Regions from separate parts of the Arachis hypogaea genome. Here region 2 is linked to region 1. A link is a contact called in public Hi-C data. All regions are on one chromosome and are shown on one strand. The core of a region is the stretch at or near the end of the contact, and the rest is flanking DNA. Distances in the headings are between cores, read along the strand shown.

Region 1 (7,106 bases), core at 3,167-5,666:
AAAGCTCTGCATCAGACCGCGTCGGCGGCACCTTCTAGGTTCATCCTGGCCTCGAAGGCCGTTAGGTGTTCTTGGGGATCCTTGGTTCCGTTGTACTTCATGTCTGTGGGTTTATCGAACCCTTTGGGGAGTTTTGCTCTTAAGATTCTTTCGGTGAAAGGAGTAGCCCCCATTATTGTGTGGTCGTTTCTTGTGCGCTTGGTCTCTCGGTGTCGTCGGTCTTCGCCTGAATCGTGTTGATGACCTAGATCTCGGGAGGCGATGCGATTGTACCTTTTACTGTGTCGCCGTTCTGGTGATTTTTCGCGCCTAGAGTCGCGCGAGATGCTTCGATTGTCTCTTCCGTCGTGTTGCCAGGTTGGCGATCTACTGCAGTGAGATCTTGATCTGGAGGTTGTGTGACTTCCGTTTTCGGTGTTGTGTTTTTCCTTGGCAACTCTGCCTTCGAGTTCCTGAACTCGGAGGCAGAGGTCTTAGATTATTTGGGCTGCTTTGTCCCCGGTGTTTTCGAGGTGTCGTGGTCCCGTGACGACGGGTCTGTTTTCTCTATTTTGTGCTGGGGTAGCATGGTGGATGATGCTTGCTATCCTTCCGTGGGGTGTGGCCTCCTGGTGTTCGGGGGTTGAATTTCTTGTTCGGGAGTTATCTTGGTGGCTAATGGAATGCTCTTCGAGTACATCCGCGATTTCGGCTCAATCCGTGTAAGTTCCCCACAGACGGCGCCAATGTACTGGATGCCTCCGGTACGAGTTGAGAGATGGATCGGGGACTTACGGGTCGAGGCGGGTGCCGGATTATTTGACTGGAGCGATGGGGTGGTACCTGCAAAGACACTCCGACGCTCAAGTCAGAATGGATCTAAGAGGTAGAAAATGTGAGGAATGAATGAATACCTAGAGGGATCTGGGTCTTCTATTTATAGGTGATGGTAGCTATCTTATCTTATCTTGTTTGGTTAAGATAAGAGAGGCATTTGAATTCGAAAGTCGGTTAGGAGTTCTTATCGGACCGGTTTCGAGCCCTTTGAGTAGCGGAGCGGGTTTGAACCCGGGTGACCGAATTTGGGGCTCGTTTTGGGTGCCAGATCTGTGGGCTGGATCCGTAACAGATAGAAATTGTGATTTTATAATATATATTTATATGTTATTTATATAAATTATTCTTGTAAATATAAAAGTATAATAATTTATATATGTATATACGTATAAAAAAAATCTTACCAATTTTTTAAAATGAAGTCAGTAAAAATTTTTAGTTATTATAATTATATATAATTAGATGATCGTAATGTTTTCACTATCAAAATGATACAATAAAAAATAGGGAAAAGCTCTACATACAAGCGATTAGGGCTTGTAAGCATTACAAGTTAATTAACCCCTAACCCCCCCAAAACACGCTGCAAGTGCTACGTCCCTTACACGCGCTATATATCTTCTTCTTTCCAAATTTGCTCGTTCTTCTTCTCGCGCATCTTCCCCTGCTTTTTCGATCGTTCTTTTCTCCTCCTTCCTCACTGGTTTGTTCTTCATCATTGACGTTAGTTCCTCTCTCTGTAACTCCATCTTCGTTTTCTTTTCGATTTTCTGGTTTCTAAAATTAAAGTTTGAACTCGTTTTGAAGATAATGAATGATTCAACCTCAGGATGTGAGGAATTACATTACGAGAGAAGTGCGAGAAGCGTGGGTGTGCTTAAAGACTTATTTGATAGGAATTGGAATGATTTTCTGCTGAATTTTGGTCTTGTGGACAACAAGTGGCTTTCAGGTAATGTTTGTTTAAAATCTGCAGTAGAGGTGTAAATTTAATTTTTTTTTCTGGTGTATTTATAGTCTGTGTTTGGGTGTATTCTGCAGATCTCTATGAAGACCGTCATATATGGATTTCAATCTATCTGGATCACCACTTCTGGGCAGGGATGAGAAGCACACAAAGGAGCGAGAGCGATTTATATATGATTACTCTGAATTTTGTTGCAGTTATTTGTATAGCATTGTGTAACTGAATAATTCGTGAACATTGACTGTGAAACTAACGCGTGAACATAAATCTGTGGATTGAATCTAACGTATTAGTTTTGATTAATTATCTGCAATTTATAGCAGACGCTCGGGTATAGATCAGACTTTTTTGGGTGTATTTTTGGGGGAAGTGTGGGTGTATTTACAGTTTATGGCTTTTTTTGTTATTTTAGTTGAGTTGTTGTTCGGGTGTATTAGATCAGAATGATTGGGTGTATTTTTTGTTTTTGACATGGTGTATTCTGCAGCCTCTCTCTGTTGATGACCAGTTTGTTAAATTTTATTGAAAAGGATGTGAGGAATTACATTACGAGAGAAGTGCGAGAAGCGTGGGTGTGCTTAAAGACTTATTTGATAGGAATTGGAATGATTTTCTGCTGAATTTTGGTCTTGTGGACAACAAGTGACTTTCAGGTAATGTTTGTTTAAAATCTGCAGCAGAGGTGTAAATTTAATTTTCTTTCGGGTGTATTTATAGTCTGTGTTTGGGTGTATTCTGCAGATCTCTATGAAGACCGTCATATATGGATTCCAATCTATCTGGATCACCACTTCTGGGCAGGGATGAGAAGCACACAAAGGAGCAAGAGCATGCATTCTTTTAGGTGTAAAAGCAGTGTTCTTTTGGGTGTATTTCTGAATTTTCTTGTATTTCACATTTTACATATATATACATATATATACTTCAGAATATTGTTTTTATGTTATAAAATACTATTTGTTTTTTTTTACAACGGTTTAAGGGTTTTAGGTATTAGGATTTAGGGTTTTAGGGTTTACGGTTTAGGTTTTAGGGTTTACAGGTTAGGGGTTAAGGTTTAGGTTTTAAGTGTTTAAGGTTCAGGGTTTTAGGGATAAAGCATCAGGGGGATAGATTTTTGGGTGTATATTCAACTTTCTTTGGGTGTAAAAAATGGCAGGTTATGAGTGTATATTTGGTTTGATGTTTTCCTTCATATTATAGTACCTGTAATTCATACATTTTGAATACAGCAGAGAGAGTTTAATTATTGAAAGAAATTTTACAATAAACTGGATTATAATTGAAAAATTTTTACAGCATGTGTTCAATTTGTTACAGGACTATATAATATTTACATTAATCAGTGTCAATATCCTTAGAATCTATCTGACAATTTGGTGATGCACCCTTAGCGGCGGGATGTGCATCAGGCCACCAAATCCCAAATCCCTAACAATTGTTTTCTTCTCCTCGCTCATGTTTCTGAATTTCTCACTTAACAAATGTGTTGCACACTTAAGGTCTTTGATTTGCTGTAAACAAAGCAAAATTATAGTCAGATATATTTCTATTATATAAAACTGATTTCATCTAAGACATATATTTGTTCTTACATTTTTTTCAGCTTGGTTTCTGCCTGCCATTTTTTCTGAAATTAAAAATACACCCATAGATATCAGTAAGATACACCTATAGATATGAGTCAGATACACCCATAGATATCAGTCAGATATCACTCAAACATGGATTAATATACAAGGTCAAGCAACATTACAAGGTCAAGCAATATACACCCATGGACAAGCAAATATTAGAACAGTTGCAACTGTTGACTATATTACAGTATATCAGTTCAGAAATATACACCCAACAAATTATGCTATATACACCCAACAAAATACTCAATATACACCCACCAAATCACGCAATATACTCCCAAAAATCAGTTACCAGAAGAACTAGAACAACAAGAACAGTAACACCTAGAACAACTAAGAAGAACAGAATAACCTAGAAGCAAGAATAACAATAAAACCTAGAACAAGTAGAACATTAAAAACTGTAAAATGAGACCTAGAACAAGAAGAACAGTAAAACCTAGAAGAACGTAGAAGAATAATAAAACCTAGTTCTTCGTTTTTGAAATGTGGAAAATATACAATATGAGTAAAATAGTAACGTAACGTACCTTGAGTATTATAACTTCGTTTTTTCTGGAGATTGTTGATCGAGAGTTCTATGTTGTGTTGATGGAGAGTTCTAATCTTCGCGACGAGTCCTATCTCTGCAGTTTGGAATGTTGCTCGAAAACGGACGGTTTGTGTTTTCTTCGAAGGACTTGGAGAAGTGGAAGAGTGCGCCATTAAGGAGCGCTATTTTACGAAGAGCAATCGTTGAGTGGGGCGCGTGTAGTTTACGTTCCATTCAAAGAGAGATGAGTGCGCGTGTGAATGAAGTGTGGACTGGAAACTTGTAAAACTTGTAGAGCCTCTTTGCTTGTATGTGTAGCAGACCCCTAAAAAATATAACATTCTAGTAATAAAAAATAAATAAAAATGTTATACTTAATACGTAGCTTCAACACCTAATACCTAAAGAAAAGAACACCCTTCGGCACAATATAATCTCCCCACCATGTAGCTATAGGACCTGATTAGTAGAAAAAATCGATTTTTTTTTTCATGGTCCATGACCACGTGTCACTGTTTCCACTATTCCTCTCAAATCTCTATTTTCTATCTTCCTGGACTAATTTCTAATTAGAAATTATAGAAGTGATCCACTAGTGCTTCTCCGAAACTTTTTTTTTTCTCTTTTTTTTTTTCCTACCCAGTTTGCTAAATTATTTCTCCTTTCTCCCTCCAAAATCGCTTGGATCTCTTCTCAAGCACAATTTTTTTTTCCACCAACTATTCAATTTCTCTCTCACTTTCCTTCATTTTCCGTCCTCAGATCACCGTCACCGTATTTTATATCAATTCACACTGCTAATTGACTAATTGATTTGATTCCAATTTCCAACGCCACAAAGATCTAGGGTTTCCGCTGAATCCCGCAGCTCCTCAACCGCATTCAATCATCCAATCGTTTACACGTTCTTCGATTCAAACCCATTGAAATTCAGCTCGCTACAGTCTCGAAAGAATTGTAAAAGAAGAATTTTGATTGAAAGAGTCGGTGTGATTTTGATCTATCTTTGTGGTGTGACAGTTTTGTGTTCTGGTGAATGAGAGATGAGCATGGAGGTGGTCGTCGATGCGGCGTCGTTGGACGTCGAGCTGTTGCAGCTACCGGAGCTTTCCGGATTGGCACTCAAGTCTAACCTCAATTTCGTCGAGAAGCTCTTCGACCAGTGGCTTTCTCTTCCAGACAGCAATCGACTGGTATGCGCCTTTATCAGTTTCCGAATTGGCGTCTTTGCTGCATTGCCGGGTTTCTTGAATCAGTCTCTTAGCTTTTGTTCTGTCCCTTTTTTTTGGGTTATATGTGTTATATATTTTCATGAATGGCGTGAAGAATGAATGATCTGATTTAATAGTTCTTTACTCATGGTTGTTTGGTTGGCGAAGGATTGTGAGAAAGATGAGGTGCTTGAGTGATTGGGATTAACCAAAAAGGGGAATGATGTTGCCACTTGACCGCTTCAGCCTAAAAATTTCTGCCATTAAAGATAAACCAAAGGTTTTTATAGCGTTGCACAGATCCTACCCTGTGAGAATCATATCATTTTTTATATGCTTGTTTGTTCCTATTGACGTGGTAGGATTTACCATCTCCTAAGCTATATGAGTAAGCTCATGTTGGTAATCCAAATATACAATACAAACTACTAATTGACAATGATACACTTGACAACCTTTTAGTTCTTGAAAGATTTTGTGTCATCAATTTAATCCTTAAAAATACATGTGACGTCAGTTTGGTCCATAAAAGATTTGTGACATCTTCATTCCCTGAAAGATACATGTAACATCTTGAGTCCTTGATAGATATATGTGACGTCAAATAAGTGATAAGTATCATGCATCTTTCAAGGATAAAATTGATGTCCAATGTATATTTTAAGGGCCAAATGAATGTCACATATATCTTTGAGGGACTAAGTTGATGCCCACAAATTTCTTCTAGGGACTAAACCGGTATCTTGCTTATCTTTTTAAGATTAAATTGATGTTGCAAATCTTTCTGGGGCTGAATTGCTATTTTAGTCTATGGTTTAAGTATTTCTCCTTGAAGACTCTACACAATATAACTAGTGTAGGTTTTATATTGGAATCACATCTGGGTTGCTAAATGTGTAGGTAACATCACTGCTCAATGAAGCAAAGTCAGGTGCTCCTTTGAACGTCACTGGAAATTGCTCTAGTCCAAATGCTTCAAGTAATTCGTTGCCTTCCATGTTCCCTGCTGGCACTGCTCCGCCTCTTTCACCAAGAAGTTCATCTGGTTCCCCTCGCATAGTGAAACAAAGAGCTGGCCCTTCCAATTTGAGCTCCCCTTTGAAAGTTGTCAGTGAGCCAGTTAAAGAAGTGATACCTCAGGTCTGGCAAATCTAATACATTTTCTTAAGTAAAATTTATTAGAAACAGAGGAAGCGAGAGTACATCTAAAAGAGGATAGGATTTGGATCATGTGAAGTGAGCATGCTTGTAAAGTGAAGTGGGATCTAACTACCATTGGATCGTTTACTAGAACCTATACACAATGGAAGTTATTGATTCAAGGATAGTCAATCCTTTGCTTTTCTGTGCTAGAAGAATGGTCACTTTAAATGATCTAAATTCCAGAGGATATGATGTCCTCCTAAAATGAAAACGTCACATGGAATAATAAGGGAAAAAAAGCAGGCCAAGTTGCCCTATCCCATTTCTTATGCAACATGGCAACTTTCTGCAACAACCATTATCAGAACCACAAATAGAGGCCATACATACAGTCTTATCCCATAGTCCCCTAGCAAATTGATGGACAGACAGACACCTTTAAATAAAGGAGCATTGCATTCAAGCCAAACCCTAAAGGATTGCATAAACTACACATTGCCACAATACTCGGGCCTCATTATTGTTATAAAGCCTGTTACTTATTTGTATGAAGCTGTTCCAAAGTTGGGAAATACCCAATGCTTCCCAAAACCCTGCGAATACACAGCAAGTAATATAATTAGTCATTTAAAGATGCACTGTTGAGTTCTGTTAATATTTTAGTTGGTGCTACATTTCTGTTGCATGTGATTGGCTCATTTATTATTTTCTTTTTTCCTTCTGTGTTTATGCTTGTAACCTAAATATATGCTTGCAGTTCTACTTTCAACATGGACGTCCTCCTCCAAATGAACTGA
Region 2 (7,106 bases), core at 3,115-5,614, 690 kb after region 1:
CATATATATACTAAATTGACATTATAAATCTACTAAAATAAGCTAACCAAGAAAAGCAAGAATCGTAAAAATTGCTAAAAGAGATAAGGGAGTTAGAAAGATGTTACCATGGCATCTCCTACCTAGCACTTTTTTTTAACGTCCTTAAGTTGGACAGGTAATGAGACTCTTGTCAAGGCGGCTTATACTTGAATTCTTCCTTGAATTTTCACAACGCTTGGACTTCCAATGGTCTCCGGAATCCCAACTTATGCGCACCAAGCTTTCAAAAAATACCAACATTCATTGCTCCACCATTTAACATCCAAAGAAGAATTATAAGTTGGTAATTCATCTCTAAGAGAGAATATTGATATAGGCCGATGAAGTTCACGGAAGAGATTTTTACCTACTCCATTTGCACTCAGAACGGTGTCACTCTCTTGGATTCTTGCACGATGAATTCCACCTTTTGGTTGCTGACTTCTTCCACATATACTTCCTTGCTCAAGTCGTGTCTTGGAGGTTGTGCACATTCCTCCTCAACACCGCTTTCATACCCAACAGAAGAAGGTTCAACAAGCTCAACGGGGTCATTAGGTGGTGTGCAAATGTCTTCAATAATGGAGTCTATTTCTTGCTCAACTCTCCCAAAAACCTTAACCGCACCTTTCAATTCAATGCCCTTATCCTCTGTTTGTAGCAACTCAGGCCTCAATTCTTCTCCTTTAGCTTGAGGTTCTAAGCTCTCTCCCACCCCGCACTTTTCAATTGAAGTTTATTCTTAATATTTCATCCACGGAAGTGCTTTGATTGTTGCAAGAGCGTAGTGAGGCTAAGCGAGATAAATCTTTGGCTAAGATAGCCAATAGCCATGATGTTTTCTTGCCTCTTTTGAACTTCTTCTTGCTCTTGGAGAAATACTTGGAGTACTTTCTCCATTGAGGGTTATGGAGAAAAGGGGGGTTCATCATTTGGGATAATGTCTTCACATATGGAAGGTGGTTTATATTGGTGAGAATATTGAGGTAGTGTGTATGGAGGTAGTGATTCAATGGGTTCTTGGGATTATAGGTGTTAGAATGGCGGTGGTTCTATGTATGGCTCATAGGGTTGGTGATACGGTGGATAAGCATTTGGATTTAGTTCCCATAGAGATGGTTGGTGGTAGTGGGGCGTGGTTTGAGGGTATTGTGGTTGAGGACAATGTTGAGGATGGGTCTATTGGAGTATGGTGGTTGAAGTTTATAATCATTGCAAGGGCCACCATATCCATTAGGTGGGTATGTATCATAGGGAGGATTATGATCATACTGGAGTGGAGGAGGTTGATGCCATGAAGGTTGATCTTGAGTGTAAGCACCCTCCACCCCCTGAATTGATTTTTCACTTCTTGGTGCAACCTGTCATTGAAATTGCCATTTTCTACAACATAACCAAAACCATACTCAAAGCCACAAGGATCAAAATTCATATGAAAAAGAGAAAATAAAAACAAAGAAAATTAAAAAGCAAAGAAAAACAAACTCCCATCTACTAGCGAAAACAAGAAAACAACCAAAAAGCAAATTATTTACAATATTCACATATTCACAATAGCCAATATTATGACACACATTTGCAACTCCCCGACAACGGCGCCAAAAATTCGATGAGGGCTAGATACCAGTTTAGAATTTCACAAGTTATAAAACTCAAATTTTGTTGCAAGCATAGTCCTAATCCAGCAAATAACCCTATCAAAGTTTAAATAAAGATTGTCATAAATCAAAATAAATAACCGGGAGTTTTAAATCTCGGGTCATTCTCCCACAGAATTGTAATCGGGTGTACGTATCATTGGCTATGAAAAATGGGGGGTTAGTAATAATAAACAAGAATTTAAAAGACAAGAAAGTAAAGAAAAGGCAATTAAACGCAAAGCAAGTAAAATAAAAAAGAAAGGAAATTCCATTAGCAAAAAGGTTTTGGCAAGAGTTGAGAGTCAAGATTTCTATCCGAGTCATTAACCACAAACATGGCAATTATGAAGAGTTAATCCCACTTAGTCAACGTCTACACATTGAGAAAAGTCAAGTAGATATAATTAATCTTAATTCAGAAATCATAACCAACTCACTAATTAGTTTAGTGATAGATTAGCATTAGTGGAAATCAAATTAACTAACAATCCTAAATCACCAATCAATATTAGACATCAATGACTCAAGGTCACCTAAGTTCTCAATTCCAAGCCAAGAATGAGAAAAAACTATTCAATAGCTAAGTGAGACATTTTATCGAATACTTAAAAGGTATGAAGATAAAATATGATCAATTGCAAGAGTTAATAAAATCAATAACTAATCAAAGCAAGAAATAAATACTAACAAACTAAACAAGCATATATAAAACTCAAAACGTAAATTTCATTAATGGAAACTCAAAATTTAAAGCTTCATAAACTAACAAAACAAAACAAAGTAACCAACACTAAATTACAATATTCTAAAAATCAGACCGGACCGGCCGGTTCAACTGAATTAACCAGAACCAGTCAGTTAACCGGTCCGGTTAATGCCTAAAACCTGTCTGTAAAAAACCGATAAAAAATCGGTCAAACCAGTAATTAACCGATGAACCGGTTGAACCAGTCGATTTTTTGAAGGCCGGTTCTCTCATTCACATCAAAATGGTGCCGTTTTGTTTTTTTTTTTTTTCAAAAAAAAGGAAACGCGTGAAGACTCCCAAATGCCCCTCTCCCTTCTCGCTCATTCTCAGTCTCAGTCTCAGTCTCACTCTCAACTGGCAAAATCCCTAATCTCAAAGGTGCCAGCTTTGGAGAGGAGCGGAAGAATGAGCGGAGCCCTCGAAAGCGGCAGAGGAAGGAGGCAGTGGAGTTGTGTTTGAGTTGATGTGCATGGCTTCTTCTCGTTGTTTCAGTGTCTCTCTCACTCTCACTCTCAGCCGCCACCACTCTTCTCCTCACTGTCTTTGTGCTCGTCGTAAAGCCCGCCTCTGTCCTCACCGTCATCGGCCGCCTCTTTCTCGTCGTCAAAATGCCTCTGTCTTCGAGCCATCTATCTCTCTCTGTGTGTCGAGCACCACGCTCTGCGAAGTGCGAACGTACCCGTGCCGAATTGGACTCTTCGCCGTCGCCGTGAGTTCTTCAATCCTCGTTGTTCCTCAACATCTTCTTTGTAGTCTTCTTTTTTTCACTGATTTTCTCCCTTTTTCACTTTGGTTTTTTATTTGTTTCCTCTGTTGTGTGTGAAATGAGTCCTTGATTATTTGTTAATTTTATTTATTCTGATTTCTGAGTTGCTTCACTTGTTTGTTGCTGATTTTTTTAATTATCAGTTAATAGTGCTATGATGCATTGTTGCACTACATTGTGTATGGTAATTCGTAATCTTCTCCATGTTTTTGTTAATGGAATACCGTGGTAACAGAGTATAGAGAATAAATGTTGAAAACTAGTGATCACATTGTGGAATTCTATATTCTGTAATGTATTTTTTTAATTATCCTCCTAATTTTGATATAATTTCAGATCCTGGATTTTGAATGCTGAATTGAATTTTGGTATAATTTTATAATGCGGAATAAAATTGATATAATTTTGGATTTTGAATTGCTGTAATTCTGAGTTTTGCTGTAATGGCTGAGGTTTTTATTTTGCTGTAATGGCTGAAATATGAAGTTGGGTTTTAAGGGGGGCAGGGGATAGTTTGTTTTGCACATCTTGAGAAAATGTTGCTGTTGAGATCGGTCCATAGTTATTTTTAATTGGTAATTTGGCATTAATTGAGTGAGTTTTGTCTAATTAAGTAATTATTGATATTATTATTGATTGTTGGTGATTGTTGATTGAATATGGATATAGTATTTTCTGCCATGATTTCTTTTAGTTATAAATTGTAATCTTTGAATTTGAATATAGAATTTTAATGATGAGATGAGATATAGTTTAGTTAGTGGGTAGGTTATGAAATTTTAAATTTTATTATTATATGAATGATTGAAAAAATTTAGAAGAAATTACAGAATATAGAATTCACATTGTGAAACTAAATATGATGTATTCTTAAATTTATGGTTGTAGTATATTGTATTTTTAATAATTTTATTTTATATTTAACTAAATCGGTTCGACCACGGTTCAATTACGGTTGGACTATTAAACCATTAAACCAGTTACTCGACCGATTTAATGACCGGTCCAGTTCTCGCCACCTTGCTAAATTCTAAGAGAATTAGGGTCTTTATTCTAGCCGTAGGAATTTTTTTTCCTTCCTGGTCATAAATTCAGGGTTTTCTTTTTGGACGTATAAGCCCAAGGTTTAAATCCATTCTCATGTTGGTTTGTTATTTTTTCTAACCTGAATTGAACACCTTAGATAATATGTTTTCAAAAATAATCGCGATTGAAGATGTTGGTTAGCGATGGGATATTCATTGTCGGAAACCCAATTAGATCCAGTCAAGTGAGGAAAACAGGCCGGGCATGTAACATAATTAATTGGTTTAAGTTGTCTAGACCAAGATAAAGTTCGGCCTGCAGCTAAAATAAAAAGGCTTTGGCTTATGGTTTGTGGCATTTTTTTTTAGGTACTAAATTTGGTTTGTTATTAACTCTGACTTAATCTAAAATCTCAAAAATAATGATATTTTTCCTGTTATAAAAAAATAATTAAAAGAAAGTTATAAAAATATTACTCTTATCCAATATACCAAATTCAATGTTTACAACAATATTTAAATTTTAAAGTATTTAAAATATACAAAAATATTTATAATAAAATATGAAAATTTAAAAAAGATAAACTATCAAAATCACCTTTGAATTTTAGAAATGTTGACAAAAATAATGCTCACTTTTGATAACGATAAAAATATCCTCAACATTATAAAACGTGTCAAAAATAATTAAAACTATTCTTTATAATAGCAAACAGCTTTTGTATTTGATAAATCACTGATATATTTTATTCAAAATTTTGTAAGAATATTTGGATAAATATATAAAAATTACATAAAAAAGATAAAAATTCGATCTCTAAATTTTTTATTTCATTTTTTAGAAGTATTTTGTCATTGATAAAAAATTGCAAAAAAAAAAAAAAATATTTCGTGTGAAATTATCCAATTTTAAGATTAAAATTCTCATTTTTCTGATCATGTTTACAAAAAATCGGATCAAAATCCAATCTTTTAAGCACTTTTTGACAATAAATATTTGATATTGGATATTTTTGTCACATTTTAAAATGTTTTGATGATATTTTTGTCATTAACAAAACTGGAAGGTATTTTTATCAATCTATTAAAAAATTGGGGATGATTTTAATAGTTTATTCCATAAAAAATTTAACAACTTTTTTAATTATGAAAAAATTATTTGTTTATTTATTTATATTCTAACATGTCTAGACAGACCTGATATATCTAATTAGACTAATTTATGAGTCTAAATCTGGTTTATATAAGTTTAGACTTTTAAAATTGTTTAGGCCAATTCTATGGTACCTATCAATTGTTGTCTAACTTTTGCCTAACTTACATTTTGTGGTAAATTTTGAATTTTTAAAAATAATTTATTTTTATATCTTTTAAATTAAATATTAATTTTTAACCTTTTTTAATAAATAAACACCACTTTTTAGACACGATAGCATTCATCAATTGTTTAAACCTGATCCTTTTTTGTGACAGGCAAAATCAGACCAGATTGAATACATGTACAGGCCTCTCACAGATCACCTAACCTCTCTAACAACAACCTCGCTCGGAATGTGCAGCACTAGGTAGGTTACCTTAGAAATTACCATCACAATTCATTTACCTTGTGTTTAGTCGTTCTATATGTTAGACTTCTCTGTTATCCATGTTTGTTCGAAACAAGTCTCGTATTTTGAATCTCTCTACTCAATAAAATTTGTTCTTGACTTCTTGCTATCTTTGAAACTTATTAGTTTTGTACTTATATAATAATTATATTGTATAATAATATTGAAGTAAGAATGACTACTTTTGGTACTAACTATCGCCGCTTTCAACTGAAAAAAAAAAAAAGACAAAACTTCACCTTAGAAAACCAAATCCGGGCGTTTATACTTGGAAAAGATACGCACAGTCAAAAGTCAAAAACAAGCGCGGGACTTAGCAGCAGCAAAAATAGCCATCAATTTTCCACCTATTGAGTTTGGTAAATAATAAAGTAAAATTGTTCAGCTACTCTACCAGTAAGAATCGAAAACATATTTTTAACCAAAGGGGTTGGTGCTCACTCATGATTCGCAATTTCGCATGACAGAAAATACCAACCCATTGTTGGGTTGTTCAAGATTGAAATATAGTAAAAGTTTTGGATAGGAGGATGAAACGTAAAGATCCATTTTCGTCTCAGAAACAAAACATCTGAAGAACACAAGAGCAAGACCTAAAAAGAAATTAACAAGGAGATTAAGCCACACCCATTACCAGCTTCAATTACTATCCACATTTAAACAATAGTTAAGTGCCTTTTCATGAAATAGTTTTTCAGCACCCCATTGACACATGCAGGTATATATCATCTTATACTTGATAAGCTTAAAAGTCACAAAAAAACATATCAGCGTACAATGAAAACAAAGGACTCAATGCAAATTTTTGTACCAGTTAGAAAAACAATGTTCTACATAGTAGTTCACGAGGATGATGATGTTTCTTTTCTTTTTTTTTTTTTACAATTCCCAAATATCATAGACGACCAAATGGTACTCAACTATCCTTTTTCTTGCAACTACTGCATCTTCTTTGACCAAGCTGACCCTGTTGTGGCAGCCAACTATGACAGCTTCGTGACCACACTGACTTCATGCATCAGCAACCCCTTTTTTCGCCAAAATTTGCTTCATACTTTTGTACCTAGGAAGGACTGCAAGATAGCAAATTGCTAATCATATCAATTATTTATTAGAAACAACAAATGATAGGAAAAGCATTTACCCACTAGTGAATCAAAATAATGTGGTAAATTGATCTAGATTCTGAAAGATCAAGAAATTGCTGGTGTTCTACATTTCACAAGGAAACCAAATTGAATGCAACAGTATCCATCATTGTGGTGAGACCATTTGAAAAATTGATTCATCCAACAAATT

Evidence for each region. Hi-C and Micro-C count contacts between places; a contact is called where the count stands out from the background.
Region 2: a contact with region 1 is called in a Hi-C map of leaf, with 4 times the contacts expected there. The contact joins the enhancer-like site here to the promoter of LOC112775377 in region 1. A contact is called at or near these places in 4 of 8 Hi-C or Micro-C datasets (leaf and an unstated tissue).

Annotation. Positions count from the first base shown.
Region 1 is chr19:54,992,008-54,999,113 of arahy.Tifrunner.gnm2.J5K5, forward strand. It overlaps LOC112775377 (probable serine/threonine protein phosphatase 2A regulatory subunit B''delta), which reads left to right and starts at 4,417. Exons shown (of 14, transcript XR_003189533.3): 1 at 4,417-5,148; 2 at 6,067-6,306; 3 at 7,067-7,106.
Region 2 is chr19:55,678,572-55,685,677 of arahy.Tifrunner.gnm2.J5K5, forward strand. LOC112775195 (serine/threonine-protein phosphatase PP1) reads right to left here. Exons shown (of 4, transcript XR_003189485.3): 4 at 6,527-6,880. Among protein-coding and RNA genes, the nearest start is that of LOC112775195, 8.1 kb to the right of the region's middle. Within about 2 kb of position 4,365, at least 2 of the 3 cell types and tissues checked have open chromatin away from gene starts, as enhancers often do.